2 separate regions of the Danio rerio genome follow, and region 1 is linked to region 2. A link is a contact called in public Hi-C data. All regions are on one chromosome and are shown on one strand. Each heading gives the region's core, a stretch centred on a gene start, on an enhancer-like site or on the middle of the called end of the contact. The rest is flanking DNA. Distances are from core to core; before and after follow the strand shown.

Region 1 (5,108 bases), core at 301-2,800, 130 kb after region 2:
AGTGTAAAATTCTCATCTCGTGTCATTCTTGTGAACCCAATCTCGTGGAGTAACCGTCTCGTCACACCCCTAAAAAACATTAATTATAAAATATAAAAAAAAAACCATAATAAAATGACAAATAATAATCAAATCATTAACTAATGATCACTAAAATGATATAATGATAATTATATAAATGACTAATGATCATATGAATAAATAAAATAATTAAATGAAGAATAAATGAATATAAGCAAATGAAACTAAAACACAACATGAATGAATGGTTGCTTTCTTGAAACATCACACACATAAGTTTGCAAAAAGATTTCTCAGATCCTTAGTTAGATTCTTACTAAAGAAGATATTTTGAAGAATGCTGAAAACCTGTAACCATTGACTTTCATTGAAACAAATACTATGAGAGTCGATGGTTACAGGTTTCCAGCTTTCTTCATAGTCTCTTCTTCTGTCTTCAACAAAAGAAAGAAACTCAAATAGGTTTAGAAGATAAGGATGAGTAAATGATGACAGAATCTTAATTCTTGGGCAAACTAGACCTTTAAGTAAATCAGTTTGGCTTGACTATTAAGACTGATGTTGTTTATGCAAATGGCAGTACAGTTACTGGTTGTTTTTTTGCATTTGATAAATACAATTAATCGACAAAATACATTATACAACATTATACATTTATATATGTGTTTGTATATATGTTTTAATGTGAATTATATTGACATTATTGCTAAATAAATATCACAAAATATTATATACATTTATATTTGTTTGTGAATTTATTTCAATGTGAATTTTATAGACATTTTTGCTAAATATTTAACATTTTTGAAGTCTTTGTTTTTAAGATTACCCACATTAGTATTATTAAATATTAAAAATATTTCTACAGCATTATCAGTCTAGATTTATGCATGCATACTTATTGTACAGGCAGTTAAAGGAGGATTTTGTTCACTATAATAACCAAATAAGAAACTAAAATCAACTACAGGATGTTTAAATGCATACTCTTCAAACCACTGTAGCAAATGTGCAGTGCTTAGGTTTTTCCATTGATGTCTATTTACACACGCTATGGTAGATTGATAGAATAAAAGATTATTTAGCATAAATTTCTTCAAAATCAGCACAATTCACCAGCACACAAGCCTGAACGTGAGTAACCACAGACAGCTTCCAGTAGACAGACATGTCATTCAGAAGTTTTGCACATCTCCCATCAGTGTTGACTTCTGCTTTGAAGGAGAGCAGCGGAAAAACTGGGATGTGAAAATGCTGATTCTGGTCTAAATGCAGACGTTCAGCCTGACCTTGAAGATAAAGGCGATGTGTGCATGTGCGCGTATGTGTGTCTTCCTGCATTTGTATAAGCTGAAACGACAGCTGAACCTTTCATGACCGTCTTACCCTTTCTGCCATTAACAACCTGTCAGAAAATCACCACTGACCTCTGCTGTGTGTGTTTCTGTGTGCTTCTGTGTGTAGGATTCCAGTTCATCTGAAGAGGTGGATCTGATCGTGGAGAGTGTTTTGGCTGTTTTACTGCGGACTATACTGGAAGTCGCTAACAGGCCACAACCTGCAGGGCCGACGCTACGGCCACAAGTTCAAGATGTTACGGTATGGCATTAATCAAAGTGAATACTGCTGTTCAGCACACATCAAACATAAAGACTCCTAGAATTGAATGACCTGTTGTTTCTGCAAAATAATATTCTGCAGTTTTCAAAATTTGTTAATTAACAATGCATATATTCTAGAAACTGAGGTTACAAAGAAGTTTTTCAGCTCAGAGAAAAAATATAATATTTTAGATCAGCCAGGATTAATTAGTTTAAGGCATTTAAGGCATAGTAAAGACATTTAAAATAGTGTAAAATAAATGTTTACTTTCAATTAATAAAATAAAACTATAACATTTAACTCTGGTTTATTTCTATAGCACTTTTTACAATGGAGATTGTGTCAAAGCAGCTTAACATAGAAGTTCTGGTTAAGTCCAGATTTCATAGTTGAAGTTCAGTTTGTTTCAGTCCAGTGTAGTTTAAATTTCACTGCTGATAGTTCAAACACTGAAGAGCAAATCCACCGAAGCGCAGCTCCACAAGTCCGGATCTGAGCAAGCCAGTGATGACAATGGCAAGGAAAAAAATGTCCCCAATAGACAAAAGTAAAGAAAAAAAAAAACCTAGAGAGAAACCAGGCTCTGTTGGGCACGACCATTATTCTTCTGGCCAAGCTGTCTGTGTGAAGCTGCAGTCTACAATAGGTGCTGGAGGTTGGAGAAGCTGGACGTCCATTGTGGAGAACTACAGTAGAGCGCCGGCGGGTGTTCAGGCTGGCCCACAGGATCAATGCGGTGACTTGTTTGTACTGTGGTCCATCATCAATCAGTCTCATGCACTTCATTCCTCCATGACCACCACAGCATCAGCTTGGGATACGGCCTGGTCCAGGATTATGGATACCTTGTGATCATCTCATCACAGCTCTTGGATCACATCAATAGAATGCATAGTCTGTAGGGTTCTCGGGATGAGTATCCCCAGGTGGAAATAGAGACTAAAGAAAAGAAATATTATGCAGCAAAATTGTTTTCAACATTAGTAATTTTATTAATTATTAAGTGCATCAAAACTGAAAAAACATTCATCACAGAAGATGTTTAGCAGTGTCATTGTTTTCAAAATTAGTAATTGTATTTTTTATTATGAATTAATAATTGTATTAATCATTTTATTACAAATAAAAAAAAAAATAAACAATAGAAAATGGTGGGGAATAAAAAAAAGGAACTACTAATGTTTTTGTTAATCTACTAATCTAGTATGTAAAGACGCTTTTAATGCTACAAACAAATTCTATTTCAAATAAAAAAAAAAATCTTTAAATTTTTTTTTAGTTTAAAAAAATCTGGTAAAACAGCTGTTTTCAATGCTGATAGTAATAAATGATAATAATAAATGACAAATAATAAGCAGCATAATTGTTTTCAACATTGGTAAATTAGTAATTTTATTTTTATTATTAGTTATTAATTTCATTAAAAATCATTTTAAAAGAACTTACTGATATTTTTGTTCATCTAGGATGAATTTGGCTGTACAAAACATTAATGTTTATAATCATCATAGTGTAAAGACATTTCTAATGTTATCAAAGGTTTCTGTTTCAAAATAAAGACTGCTCGTTTGATTTATTGATTTTTTTTTTTTTGTCTGTTCAAAAAATCCTGAAAAGCACAGCTGTTTTCAACATGGATAATAATGAATGCAATGGCTTGAAAAACAAATGTTTAGAAAGAATAAACGTGAGGATGAAGCGTGCCGAGATGGAGCATCAGAAAGCAGCCCTCAGGGTGAAGAAAGCACAGGGTTTTTTCTACATCAAAGTCTCTCCAGCAGCAGCAGATTTGACTGATTCCCAATGCAAACCTTACTCCAATTTATTCATCCATGTTCACACAGACTTTTATGTTTAATGTGGATTTTTCCCCATAGTACAGACAGGTTGTGTGTAATGAATTTATATGAGCCGTTTATTGCTAAAGCCACATTAAATCTGCTTTGTATTTTTTAGGGAAATTTATACTGAAAATATCTAAAAAGTGTTCAAATTATTCGATATTTATTTTATCTTGTCTTTTAATGTCTTGTTTAAATATATGAGTTACTTTATACTACGTAATTAAATTTTTTATAGTTCACCCATTCAAATCCACATAAGAAAGTGGATTAACACATAAGGAAGTGTTAATGGTGGTTATTACATGTCTTAAATAAATAAATAAATAAATAAATAAATAAATAAATAAATAAATAAATAAATAAATAAATAAATAAATAAATAAATCTGAAATGCAATCTGAGCTGCATGCAATGCTTTTTAATGCCCAACCCTACCCCTCAAAGTGACATCACTAGCTCCATTGAGTGCATTCCATGCATGACTCCATTGTGTCTGACATTGCATCTCTGAGATTTTTGGGAAAATTGGGAAAATGTATAAAAGTGCAAACTGATGGCTGAATGTGTTATGATGCTTCTGTAAAATGATGTCAATAGTTTTCATTTTGGTCACACTTTATTTTAAGCTGTAGTTCTTGCTATTAATAAACCATGTGCTGACATTTATTTCAATCATCTCCTAATTTGCCGCTTATTAATAGGTATTAAGGTTTAGGTAGGTATTACATCAGAAATGCAGAATAGGATGATGCAGAAAACACTAGTCAACACTAATAATTACTAATATAGAACAAAATCAATGCCAAATGTATTGAAATAAAAAGCTTATCAAATAGCACAAGTTGAAATAAATAATACATTGAAATAACAACTGCTTGCATTTTATTGACCTGGTTTGCCAGGGTTTGTATTTTTAGGGCCTGAAACTTAACACAGCTGTTCATTTAAGCTGTGAATATTTCAGCTAAAAATATTTCAAACATGATTATATACTTAACAATTCAATGATTCATATTTAATTTCCTGATGTCATGTATAATATTCAAAAGACAATTTTCAATCTATTTTGTTTCAGTTGAAAAATTCGCTTCCAAAAATTCAGTGGATCAAATTCGGTTGTTAATTTTGACATTGACAATATTAAATGCTACTTTTGTGCTGTTTTAAGCTTTTTTCCTCACTTATTTACTGGTTAAAAAAACTTAAATTGGTCCAACTGCTAGTGAAAAAGCAGCTGGAGATTGTCAATCTGCAATCTGTTGCTTTCCCTGTAGTTCCCGGAAGTAATGTCAGATTTTAAGAGCCAAATTTGATCCACTGAATTTATGGAAGCAATTTTTTGAACTGAAATAAAATTAAATTACCTTATGAAAATTACCCTTTGAATATTATGCTTAGTATTTTTCACTGGTATTAAATATTTTGTAAGTGAAATCTGGAAATTGAATATGAATTATTAAGTATGCAAATGTGTTTGAAATATTTTTAGTTGAAAAATTCACATCTTAAATAAACAGCTGTGTTAAATTTCAGGACCTAAAAAATACAAACACTGAAATTTAAGTCATTAAAATGCAAGCAGTTGTTAGTTTAATGTATTATTTTTTTCAGTTTGTGCTATTCAACAAGCATTTTATTTCA
Region 2 (5,646 bases), core at 1,806-4,305:
AATATCATGCAGCAGTAATATACCCACCTTCCTCTGCAGCACTGGTTCTTTCACTGAGGCTGCTGCAGTGACTGAGCGTCTCGATTGATGCGTCTTCATCACTGAACGGTTGGACATTTCCCTGTTGTCCACCTGCAAAAACAAAAAGCAGTTTCACACTTCGATAACAACTTTCTTGCCAAGCTGCAGTACAAGACTGGAACAGATTCAGATCAATGCTGAAAATGAGCCAGTTAGGCGTGCTGCAATAATACTATTGACTTATGTGATATTTGGATATGACCTCAATCATTTTTGGTAATGCGATCCATTTGCAAAAGTGACTGTCGCCAACATTTTAGCAGATTACGCTGCTTTTGTCATCTCTTTTGCTGTCACTGGTGAAGACTACAGTCAGACATAACCTTGACAATAGAGACTGCATTACTCAATGCATTAGAGTTTTCCTACTGTAAGTTTGGTACAGTTAGTCCACATCACTATAGCCAAAAGCTTAACCAAATGATGAAACCTGCTAGAAAACAAGTAAAATATCATGAAAGCCATTATAAAAGCTCATTTGCCATTCTTTCCCTTATAACTTTAGGTTTCAGAATTGTAAAAAGTGTTATGAGAAGCAAAATCAGTTTGTTATTTTTGAGCATTTGTTCTCTAACATGGATATGCTGTTAATTTAGTATATATATATATATATATATATATATATATATATATATATATATATATATATATATATATATATATATATATATAAAAATAAAAGAGTAAGCTAAATCCCTTTTTAAGGGGTAAAAATATGTTTTATATACAACCATAGAGATGTGCAGAGGTAAAATTCTTGTTTTAATGTTCAAAAGAGCAGTTTATATAAGCAGCCTTTTAATGGAGTACTGTAGAAACTACAGTATGACAGCAGGAAGATTGTATTTTTACCAACAATAACCATTTTACTGGATTAAAGAGGAACTAGAAACATTAAAAATGGCAAAACTACAGAATTTATTGTATAATTTTATTCCTACACTGGCTTAAATTGATTAATGTCAGTCTCTTATATTTTAATATACAAGTATTCCAGGTTTCTGTGTCTATTATGAAATATTAAAATACTTTAATGTGCAGAATATTTTAATTTAATATACAGTCGCTAACTACTTATCAATGTTGGATACAGTTGTTATACTTAAATTATTAAACAATCTTTCAAAAGAACAGTATTTACTTTAATATAGAAATATTTGTAACATTATTATTGTTCTTGTTGTCTTTACGGTTATTTAAAACAATTTAAAAGCATCCAACTAAATTAATGCCTTAATAAAATGTAAATATCACTAAAAGTTATGCAAAAGTAGCATACACGCTAAAAAATGCAGGGTTCCACACAATTAATTCATGCTGTCCCAACACAAATCGATTAAATTAACATTAACAAATTATGTGGATTGAACATAAAATAAATTTTCCCAATGAAATCTCAAGAATTGTTGTTTGAGCTCATTTTAAATGAGTTTGAACAAGCAAAAATAAATAAATAAAATAATATTTATTTATATATTTATTTATATAAATAAATAATATATTTATTTATATATAATAATAATAATATACATTTATTTATATATTTATAGTGTACTTTGAATGAACTTCAATATAATAAACAAATGATCTCATTTTATGAGTATACTTTAAACGGTGACAAACCTCATTATGACACTTACAGTGAAGCATGTCTGACAATTAATATCAGCCAGTCATTTTTGACATGTCACTTTGACCCTAATGAACTGTTGAGTCCTTTAATGAGTGTGTGGGTGTGTGTGTGTGTGTGTGTGTGTGTGTGTGTGTGTGTGTGTGTGTGTGTGTGTGTGTGTGTGTCAGCCACGTGTTACCACCCGGCAAAAGCCAGTCATCTGCAGAAAGTACAAAGTGTCCCCAACTCTGTTTGGCAAGGTCAGAGAATGCAATGACTGCTATTTTCGAGATTATACAAACAAAACAGCTGCTGTGTGAAGATTCCCAGACTAAAGTAAATACTGGGTATTGAAAAGCACAGCAGAGATACAGATAACATGTGGGATGGTGTGAAGGACTACAGCAGGGTGCCAGAACAAAGTCTCTTCTCAAAAACCTTCTCAGATCCAGTGAGCAGATGGACTGAGAACAGTCAATATCAAGGTACAAACTTATTTATATTGAAATATTTGGGCTTTATGCCCCTGCTTCTTTCTTCCTGTCCTCTAGCTGATCTTAAAAGAGGCCTGTTATATAAGCAGGCTAGTGGCCTCAAATAACCTCAAACACACACTGACTTACATTAAACAATATAAAGATCACACGTATTATAATACTATATTATATATAGTACTATATTATATACATGTTATATTTTAAGTAGTTAATTTCACAAAAGATCAAATACTTTATCATAAAATAATTTATTGATCTTAAAGCTAACGTTTACATTACAAGATAAATAGCTTTGTTTTATTATTATTCACATTGTATAGTATGACATATATTAATTAATTACAATCTGTAACTTTCGTCGTTTAAATAACGTCATTAGTAGGACAATCGCTAATATTTAAAAATAAGCATTCCTTTAAAAACAAACACCAAAATTTGATGCGCAGATGTACATTTACACCTGTCAAAGACTCGTGCTGTGAATTTTTCTTTTGTTTGTATCAAAGAAAGACACTCCTGGCTGTCAAACAAACGGGTAGCCTTGTCATGGGACTTGTAGTTCCCTTCCTTCCATTTCATCGCGCGAGCGCCGTGTTAAAGAACTACAAATCCCAGAATCCCTTCCGCGAAGCAGGCCACGAAAAACAACCGGTCATTTCCAGACATTCCATCCTACCTACCTTTGCCGCTCCTTTTCTTGGCCCGTGGCATCTTGCTTAAATGAGTAGATCCGCACCTAAAATCAACCAATACACGACCAGTTTTTACTATAATGTCTTTTCGTTTGAGTATATTCCAGTGGCACAGTGAAAAGGAAAGTATTAAAAGCGATTCCGGTGTTAGACTTGGAGCGCGAGCGATACATTTTCCCTCACAAACTAGGGCTGTGTCTGCGCGCTACCGCGAAGCGCTTTTATACGACCGCTGATGACGCGCTTAAAAAGGCGTTGCTTCACGTGGACCTGGAAACAGTAGGGCCAATCACAACACGGGATGCGTCGACGTCATCACATAAGACACACTTCCGCCGGCTTTGTAATGGATTTTGCTGTCACGTCCTCCTGCGGCTGCTATGTGTACACGTTGCTCTGTAAAGGATTAATGTTTTTAATGTAGTATTGTGTGTCAACTGTGCCTACTTTTATATACAGTTGCAGTCAAAATGAGTCATCGTAAGTCAAAATGTGTTTGCCTTAAAGTATCATTACTTTGTTTCAGGTATATGTATAGCTAGATAAGGTACAGTACTTTATTGTATTGCCACAGTAGCCTAATAAATGACAGATCCTCTGAAATGAAATAAAGAATATAAACATTTTTTTTTCATTTGGGGGTTTAATAAATTGAGAGTTAAATAAAAAAATTGCAAAGTTTGATTACAGGTTTTCATCATTCTTCAAAATATCTTCTTTTGTTTTTAAAGGAAGAAACTCATAGAGGTTTGACCCATTTTCTGGTGATTAAATGATGCCAGAAATTATTGCAATTCTAATTGCAGAAGTTATTGTGAAGATAAATGAAAACCTGAAGCCACTGACTTCCACAGTATTTGTTTTTTCTGCTATAGAAGTCAATGGTTACACGTTTTCATCATTCTTTAAAATATCTTCTTTTGTTTTTAAAAGAAGTAAGAAACTCATAAAGGTCTGAAACCATTTTCTGGTGACTAAATGATGACAGAAATTATTACAATTCTGAATACAGAGTTATTGTGAAGAGAGCTGAAAACCTGTAGCCATTGACTTCTATAATGTTTGTTTATACTGCTATGGAAGTCAATCGTTACACGTTTTCAGCATTCTTCAAAATATTTGTGTTCAACAGTGGAAACTCATAAGGGTTTGAAACCATTTGATGGTGACTAAATGATGACAGAAAAATAAATGAAATCATGTTGCCATTGACTTCCTTTATACTTGTTTTTAATACTATGGAAGTCAATGGTTACACATTTACAGCATTCTTTAAAGTATCTTCTTTTGTTTTTAAAAGAAGGAAGAAACTCAAAGCTTTGAAACCATTTGCTGGTGACTAAATGATGAAAGAAATTATTACAATTCTGATTGTAGAAGTTATTGTGAAGATAGCTAAAAACCTGTAGCCAGGTTGACTTCTATAGTATTTGTTTGTTTTTTTTTCTACTATGGAAGTCAATAGTTACACATTTACAGCATTCTTCAAAATGTCTTATTTTGTGTTCAACAGAAGAAGGAAGCCCATAAAGGTTTGCAACCATTTGCTAGTGACTAAATGATGCCAGAAAAATAGATGAAAACCTGTAGCCATTGACTTTTATAATATTTGTTTTTTACAATGGAAGTCAATGGTTACACAATTTCAGCATTCTTCAAAATACCTGCTTTTGTGTTTAAGGAAAGAAAGACGCTTATAAAGGTTTAAAATCACTTAATGGGGAGTAAATGATGAAAGAAATGTCAGTTTTGGGTGAACTATCCCTTTAAACGTGCAAAACTAGTGCCACATAGCCTGGTCCGATAAAACCATGAGCAAAATAAATACTACACTGTAGAAAAATTACAGGGTTGTCTTGCATTTTTAAGTCCAATCATGTTAGCTGGGTCAGTTGGCTCCCCGTTGTTCTCCCCGTGTTGGTGTAGGATTCCTCCGGATGCTCCGGTTTCCCCCACAAGTCCAAAGACATGCGGTATAGGTGAATTGGGTTAGCTAAATTGTCCGTAGTGTATGGGTGTGTGTGTGGATGTTTCCCAGTAATGGGTTGCAGCTGGAAGGGCATCCGCTGTGTAAAACATGTGCTGGATAAGTTGGTGGTTCATTCCACTGTGGCAACCCCTAATTAATAAAGGGACTAAACCGAAAAGAAAATGAATAAACAATAGTGCAAGAGTTTTAGATACAGGTTTGCAATGGCCATCTTGTTTAGTGGTGTTTCTATCTGCAAAATTAATTATTGGTATTCATAATTTTAAGAGCTACATGCTTATTAGGAGTTATTATTAATAATGTTCCTTATTTTTTTAATCAATAACTCTGTTAATGCAATATATTTACATGTGCTTGTTCAAGCAAACCCGCACACGTTGATGCAGATTGATTCAATCTGCCTTGAAGGGGCAGTTCACACAAACAGTGAAAAATGTGCAAATCCAAAAATAATTTACTCATCCTTGACTTGTTACAAATCAGTTTGGGCTATTTTAAGCATTTAGAGTAGAAGTTAAGATTAAATAATAGCAAAAACATTTTTTGCATCAGAGTTGTTTTATTTAACCCTGCAGAGTTAACAAGGGCATACAGATATAGAAAATGTGTAGCACACAGTGTTTTAGCCAGGCAGCTGGTCAAAGTGTCAGCATTGCCACGAGTCCAGCTGCTGCACTGATAACCATGTGCAACAAACAGCACAATACTGCGCTTATAAGAAGCATCGCAAATGGTTAGAGGAGGATTTACTATTGACATTCAATACTGTGATCA

What was found. A called contact is a pair of places that touch in the nucleus more often than the background predicts.
Region 1: a Hi-C map of embryo shows a contact between it and region 2, with 1.9 times the contacts expected there. The contact joins the enhancer-like site here to the promoter of ifrd1 in region 2. A contact is called at or near these places in 4 of 18 Hi-C or Micro-C datasets (caudal fin, embryo, hematopoietic stem cells and 1 more) and 1 of 4 datasets of contacts at active chromatin or transcription factors (caudal fin).

What each region holds. Positions count from the first base shown.
Region 1 is chr4:7,419,766-7,424,873 of GRCz12tu, forward strand. dock4b (dedicator of cytokinesis 4b) reads left to right here. Exons shown (of 52, transcript NM_001166228.1): 25 at 1,486-1,620. Among named protein-coding and RNA genes, the nearest start is that of dock4b, 72 kb to the left of the region's middle. Within about 2 kb of position 1,551, at least 4 of the 62 cell types and tissues checked have an H3K27ac peak or open chromatin away from gene starts, as enhancers often do.
Region 2 is chr4:7,286,008-7,291,653 of GRCz12tu, forward strand. ifrd1 (interferon-related developmental regulator 1) reads right to left here and starts at 3,056. Exons shown (of 12, transcript NM_001076555.1): 1 at 2,871-3,056; 2 at 28-132. The coding sequence starts at 2,901. It also overlaps a transcript of dock4b not described here.